2 separate regions of the Arachis hypogaea genome follow, and region 2 is linked to region 1. Evidence: chromatin contacts called from public Hi-C data. All regions are on one chromosome and are shown on one strand. Each heading gives the region's core, a stretch centred on a gene start, on an enhancer-like site or on the middle of the called end of the contact. The rest is flanking DNA. Distances are from core to core; before and after follow the strand shown. Region 1 holds the start of LOC112743288 (phospholipase A(1) DAD1, chloroplastic-like). Region 2 has its middle 14 kb from the start of LOC112743291.

The links. Hi-C and Micro-C count contacts between places; a contact is called where the count stands out from the background.
Region 2: a Hi-C map of leaf shows a contact between it and region 1, with 1.8 times the contacts expected there. The contact joins the enhancer-like site here to the promoter of LOC112743288 in region 1. A contact is called at or near these places in 2 of 8 Hi-C or Micro-C datasets (leaf and an unstated tissue).

What each region holds. Positions count from the first base shown.
Region 1 is chr14:135,473,634-135,476,983 of arahy.Tifrunner.gnm2.J5K5, forward strand. LOC112743288 (phospholipase A(1) DAD1, chloroplastic-like) reads left to right here and starts at 1,776. Exons shown (of 1, transcript XM_025792506.3): 1 at 1,776-2,981. The coding sequence starts at 1,776. The coding sequence ends at 2,981.
Region 2 is chr14:135,518,282-135,521,370 of arahy.Tifrunner.gnm2.J5K5, forward strand. No RefSeq gene overlaps it. Among protein-coding and RNA genes, the nearest start is that of LOC112743291, 14 kb to the right of the region's middle. Within about 2 kb of position 1,565, at least 2 of the 3 cell types and tissues checked have open chromatin away from gene starts, as enhancers often do.

The sequences.
Region 1 (3,350 bases), core at 526-3,025:
AATAACAAAATTCTTTCGAAAAAGGCAGTTATATATTCGTGTGTTGATTGAAAAGTTGGTTAGATAGTGGCGCGTAAGGTGAACTATGTTAAAGAGACTTATATGAACTTGTATAAAATAATGACTTATATGTAGAGAATATTTGTAAAAATAATTTAATTAAATAGTGTTCAACATTCAAAAGATATTTATTAAAAAAATATAAAAAAAATATTCTGTTAAAATAAAGTCAAGAACTATCTTTTAATTATAAGATCTTTAAAAGAAAAAAAATAGTATAATAGTAGAAAATAATCACCGACACTTATGACCGTGTAAGAATTAAGAGTCAATTGACTGTGTTTTACGCGAATCTGTTGGGTGTGATTCATATTGTATGTATTTTCTTCCATGACAGTGGGCTTATATATCTTTGTAAGGAAAAGTCTTTGGATAATTGATAACGACACTCATCAAGTGCTAAGTTATTGGTGGCTGAAAATTTTGACGTTTATTTCTTTTGATCTCGCACCACACTACAACCAACTCCAACACTATATATTTGGAGAACCAAGCTTAGGACACAATTTGATTCGATATTAATATTATTCTTCTCCTTAATTTACCTAACGAGATTTTGTTTTAATCAAACGTACTCTTTGTTAATATTAAAGTGAATAGGCATTAATTAATTAAGAAGTAAGTGAAATTTTTAAGTTTTTAAAGATAAAATACATTAAACAACATTTTAGAATCTTACACCTTTTTAATATATTTAAATGGTTCGTATTTTTTGGACACTCGTTAACAAAAAACGAGTTGTAAATTTATCACTATTCATAAATATTTAGCTTCAACAATTTTAAAACTAAAACGTTTAGAAAAACTATTGCTAAATCTATTTTTAAAGAATAGAAAATATTGATAAAGAAATTAATATAAATTTATACCTCTTTTTGTGTCCTTTTTTATATATATAATTTTTTAATTTAAAAATGTATAAAAAAATATATACAAAAGCAACATACAATACAATCTGGCTAGAAAGGAATGACAGGTTGTTCCGAAATCACGCATCCAGTTTGAAGGAAATTATAAACAAGTCATTTGCGTTTGCCGAGGAATGGATTGGAGGTGAACCATTTGGTTGTTGACGACCATGCCAAAGATAACTAGGAGTTGTTTTGTATTTAATATTTTCATGATCTTGTAGCTCCTTTCATTGCTCCACTCTATTGTGTTGAGCTCCCTTTAATTCAAAAAAAAAAAAAAAAAAAAAACAAACAAAAGCAACATACAATAATACTAGAAATATCCCTTCTCTTTAATCAAAATCGGAAACTTTAATATCTAACTTGGAATCTCATCAATGCCATTGGCTTCTATCATTACTTCTCATCCACAAATAAAGGTCCACTACATCAATACCCATCCCTACAAAATAATGCACTTTTTTCCCCTTCCTTTTTGGCCACTTATAAAACCCCCTTATTGCATGCACTACATACTCAGCAAACGTGTAATAATTTAGAACATTCTCTCTTAGCTTCTCATTCTCATACTCTTTTATGTGTTTCCCAATCCTCTATCATGCTCCATAATATTCCCACAACAAAACAATGAGTCTTAGAAATATAATACCAACAACACTTCCTTCATCCTACACTCTCAAACCCCGTTGTGTAAATTACATAACTACCCATAATAATCCATCATCTACTAAACCAACCACTTACAACAACTTAAGCCTTTCCAATCAAAACACTCATCAACAAGCCACATTACACTTAGAGAAAATGATCAATTTAGAAGACCACAATAGTTTCTCTTCGTCATCATTTGAATCAACACCATCAACATCTTCATTTGGCATTGGAACTTATCAAAATAAACTTGGTAAGAGATGGAAGGAGTACCAAGGAATGAGCAATTGGGAGGGTTTGTTAGACCCGTTAGATGATAACCTACGTGCTGAAATCCTACGGTACGGTCACTTCGTTGAAGCTGCATACAAGTCCTTTGACTTTGATCCTTCTTCTCCAAACTATGCCAACTGTAGATTCCCAAAGACAACACTTTTTGAGCGTTGCGGTTTACCAAACACAGGGTACAAGGTAACCAAATACCTCCGTGCAACTTCCGGCATTCAGTTACCGAACTGGGTCGACAAAGCACCGAGTTGGGTGGCAACACAATCAAGCTACGTTGGTTATGTCGCAGTTTGTGACAACAAAGAAGAGATCAAAAGACTTGGTCGGCGTGACGTTGTTATTGCTTTTAGAGGAACAACCACATGTTTGGAATGGCTAGAGAATTTGCGTGCCACACTCACCAACCTACCATGCAATCCCATGGACGGAAAAACTATGGGGTGTCATGGTAGTGGGGCCATGGTGGAAAGTGGTTTCTTGAGTCTCTACTCTTCTTCCATCCCCGACAACCCTTCCACCCTCAGTTTGCAGCAGATGGTCAAACAAGAGATTGTCAGGATTCTCCAAGCTTATGCTGGAGAACCCTTAAGTTTGACCATCACTGGCCACAGTCTAGGGGCGGCATTAGCTACGCTGGCGGCATATGATATAAATACCTCCTTTCCCAGACTGCCCATGGTGACGGTCATTTCTTTTGGTGGGCCTCGAGTTGGCGACCGGAGGTTCCGACGACAGTTGGAGAAGCAGGGGACAAAGGTTTTGCGAATAGTAAACTCCGAGGATGTTATCACCAAGGTTCCGGGTTTCGTGTTTGATGATGACATGGCAAAAGAAGGAGGTATCCATGTGGCAGGATTGCCGAGTTGGATACAGAAGAGGGTGGAGGAAGCGCAGTGGGTGTATGCTGAAGTTGGAAAGGAGTTGCGCCTATGTAGCAAGAATTCTCCGTATCTCGGTAGCACAAATGTTGCTACGTGTCACGAGTTGAACACATACTTACACCTTGTTGATGGGTTTGTGAGTTCCACGTGTCCCTTTAGGGCCACTGCAAAAAGATTTCTCCAGCGGTGACAACCACCATCACCACCATAGACTGATGGTCATCACCATAGACTGATGATGCTAAACTATATCTAAATAATCATAAGAGAGAGAAAGAAAACAAAAATAGAGAACATATATCTAATTGTTATGGTTAATTAACAACCTAATTGTAATTATAAGCCTAGGGTAATTGACAAATTTTTTAAGCAAAAGTTTAGAAACTAATTAACCTTTTTTTTTTAAATGTAAAATGTGTATATCTGAAATTATTTAGTAGATTATATATAATTATAAAAATATTTGATAACAACAAAGGATTAGTAAAAAATAGTTAGAATTTGTTTTATTTGATATTTATTAATTGTTATAATAATTAATAAATATTAAATAAGACAA
Region 2 (3,089 bases), core at 315-2,814, 44 kb after region 1:
TGAGACTTTTGAATTTATAGAAAAAAATGAGAAAAAACCGATGAAGGGACTAGTTTGGTGCACGATATTCAATTTCAGGGACTAAAATGAGTCACTTAATGCAAAGTGAGGGACTAATTTGGTGCATCTACAATGATGACATATTGGACGATACGTGGACGAATACTGTTGCGACACGTGACACAACCATCCACGTTAGCATACCACGTGTCACTAGTCACCATATCATCATACCATTACAAGTACGTGGCCAAATCATGAAGTGCCACGTGTCACTTACAGTCCACGCGTCATCAAACAATGTCATCACGTCGTTAATAGAAAATGGGTTAGGGACTAATATAGTGCACTTTTTTCAATTTCAAAAACGTAATTGGTACGATTGAAATCTCAGGACGATTTTAATATACAATGCCAATCTCATAGATCATTTTGAGGTTTAACTCTATCTTGACTATGATTTTTTTCCAAATTATGACCTTTCTTTGACCTTAAGAATTTTACTCTCCATAGTGGACTCCCCACATCTTGTCTTGTCTTAATGTTCAATCTTCACATTTTTGCATTGTGCTCGGATTTAAATTATGTGTAGTTTATCTGATTTTTATCCTAATCATTCTTAACTCGTCATGTAACCATTATGTCTTTGACTTTAATTATCTTTGTTCTGACTCTTTTTATGGTCGAAAAGTAAGTTTTTTTTTATAGTCAAATATTTACATTATAATAATGCTAGAGAATTAAGATGATTTCAGCAAAAAATCAATCAAATGTCTTTGGGTGAATCTAAAATCTCTACGTGGATGGTACTTATGTTAAGTATTAGGATGTTTCTTTTTTTTGTAAATTGGATGGTTTTGAATCTGTTTTTTTATTTATCATGTTTTAAGCATTTAGAGAGAGAAGAAAGGTAAAAAGACGGATCACGTTGCAATGATACTGAATATATCTCCTCTTAATTTGAATGTGGTGAAATATTTAATAACCAATATTTTAAATCATAAATAAATAAAACTAATGACTATATTTATAATTAATTAAATTGTTTCATTCTTGGTTAATTTGGAGTTGGTTCCATATACTTTTCCTTTACATTATGAGCTGCCAACTGTATCTTCTCAATTCGTACGAATCATAGTCGAATTTTTCATAAGCTGAAATTTGTTAAAACAGTTTGATTTTTTATGGATGATTTTCCATCTCAAAATAAGTGCACTCAAGTCCGAGCTGAGACATAGGTAGAGGTAATTCATTTTCCTCAATTCCCTATGTGCATGAGTAATTGAGTATCAACGACAATGAATATGCAATGCTACATAAATACAACAACATCAGTTATCATTAGACATTTTGAATATAAATACAGAATGGTATTACAACACTCAAAGACCATAAATCAAATTTATATTTATAATAAAACAAATTTGTAATTATAATCAAATTCCATTGGCGTAAATTCATCCAATGTTATTTCTTTTTGTCCAGCAATGGTATGGGTCTATGGGAAAAGCCGAAAACGCACGCAAGTAAACTTTAAATCTGTAGCTTAGAAGGGCCCAACTAAGAAAAAGTATATATGACGGTAGTTAGCCTAAAATATGAGTACTTCTACAAAAAAAAAAAATAAAAAGCCTAAAATAGGAGCCCATTAAATTAGAGAGAGTAAAATAAGAAAATGAACAGTAGCAAAATAAACCCACAAAACTGGATAAAAATTGTAATAAAACGTTAACCAAAAATATATACTGTGATAAAAAATAAAATAAAATTGAGTCAACGTCTGATGTGCATGAGCGGGATATAAAAAGAACCACATTGGATAAAATGAAAGGAACGGAGTTCAAATTTCTTTAATATCCCCCTCCCTTTCTTTTGGGTCGGTGGATATGGTGAAAAGTTAGAAAGATACAAAAATTTGCAATTTTCTTGTGGAAATTACATTAAAGTTACGTTGAAAAAGAATAAAATAACATGTTTAACCTTTCGAAGTTCATAATCCATTCCTCACATTCTCTATTACTTTGAATTTCGAAAAGACATTTAGGAATGAGTTAGAACAAAAATATTTTTAAATTGCGACCTCTCATGTGTCTTTCTTTGAAGGAATATAAAAGGACGCACGACTTCTATTAGTTCTTTTATTTTCCCGATAGTTTAAGTAAAACATCGATCCACACGGAGAGAAGAATTCATGATATAATTTATCTTCAATTAATTAATCTCCTTCAACATAGTGATCAAAGGATAAATTAATCACTCTTCCATGAGCCAAAACTCTTTTTTTTTTTTTTTTGGTTTTATTTAGCTTCAACGTTAGACGATTTCGATGAGAGTTGAAATTAAAGTGCATCAGAAATATTTTCCATTGATAGGTGATAGCTAGCTCATGTCAATTTTTAGGATGCTTGAAGGATAAATTACAAAAAATGTACTTAAAATATTTTATCATTGATAAAAATATTTTCAAATTTTGTTATCGATAAAAATATACTTAAATTATTTAAAAATGTGACAAAAATACATATGCATGAACAAAAAGTTTTTTATGTTAACTGGAAAAAGTAATACGGCAAAAGGAGCTTCTTATGTAATAAGTGTGAGACTCTAATATTAGTAAGTGAGCTACATAACGCTTTTTCGTTAGTAGCGCAAGTTTCTTATCATGATTAGATATTTTTTGCACATTTTTAAATTATTTTTAGAGTATATATTTATTTTGATCCTTAAAGAATTTTAGACTAGACACTTTAGTCCCCAATTAAAATTAATTACTCGATTGGTCTCTAACAATTAATTTCGTCAGTCACTTAGATCCTTTACTCCGTTAACTCTAACGGAGGACAAAATAGTCCCTGACAACTCTAACAGGGGACAAAATGGTCCCTGATCTCATCTGTTCGGAAACGACACTATTCTCTCCCAATTTTTATCATATCTCGCATAACACTAACAGTTTAACACTGTAACTTCAAACTACACAATGCACACTCTATAAATTTAATGTTCACAAGAAAAAAACCCTCAACTTGTTCTCAACCAATTCATACTCAGAAAACTAATGCCTATATCTCTCAACTAGTTATCGTCTT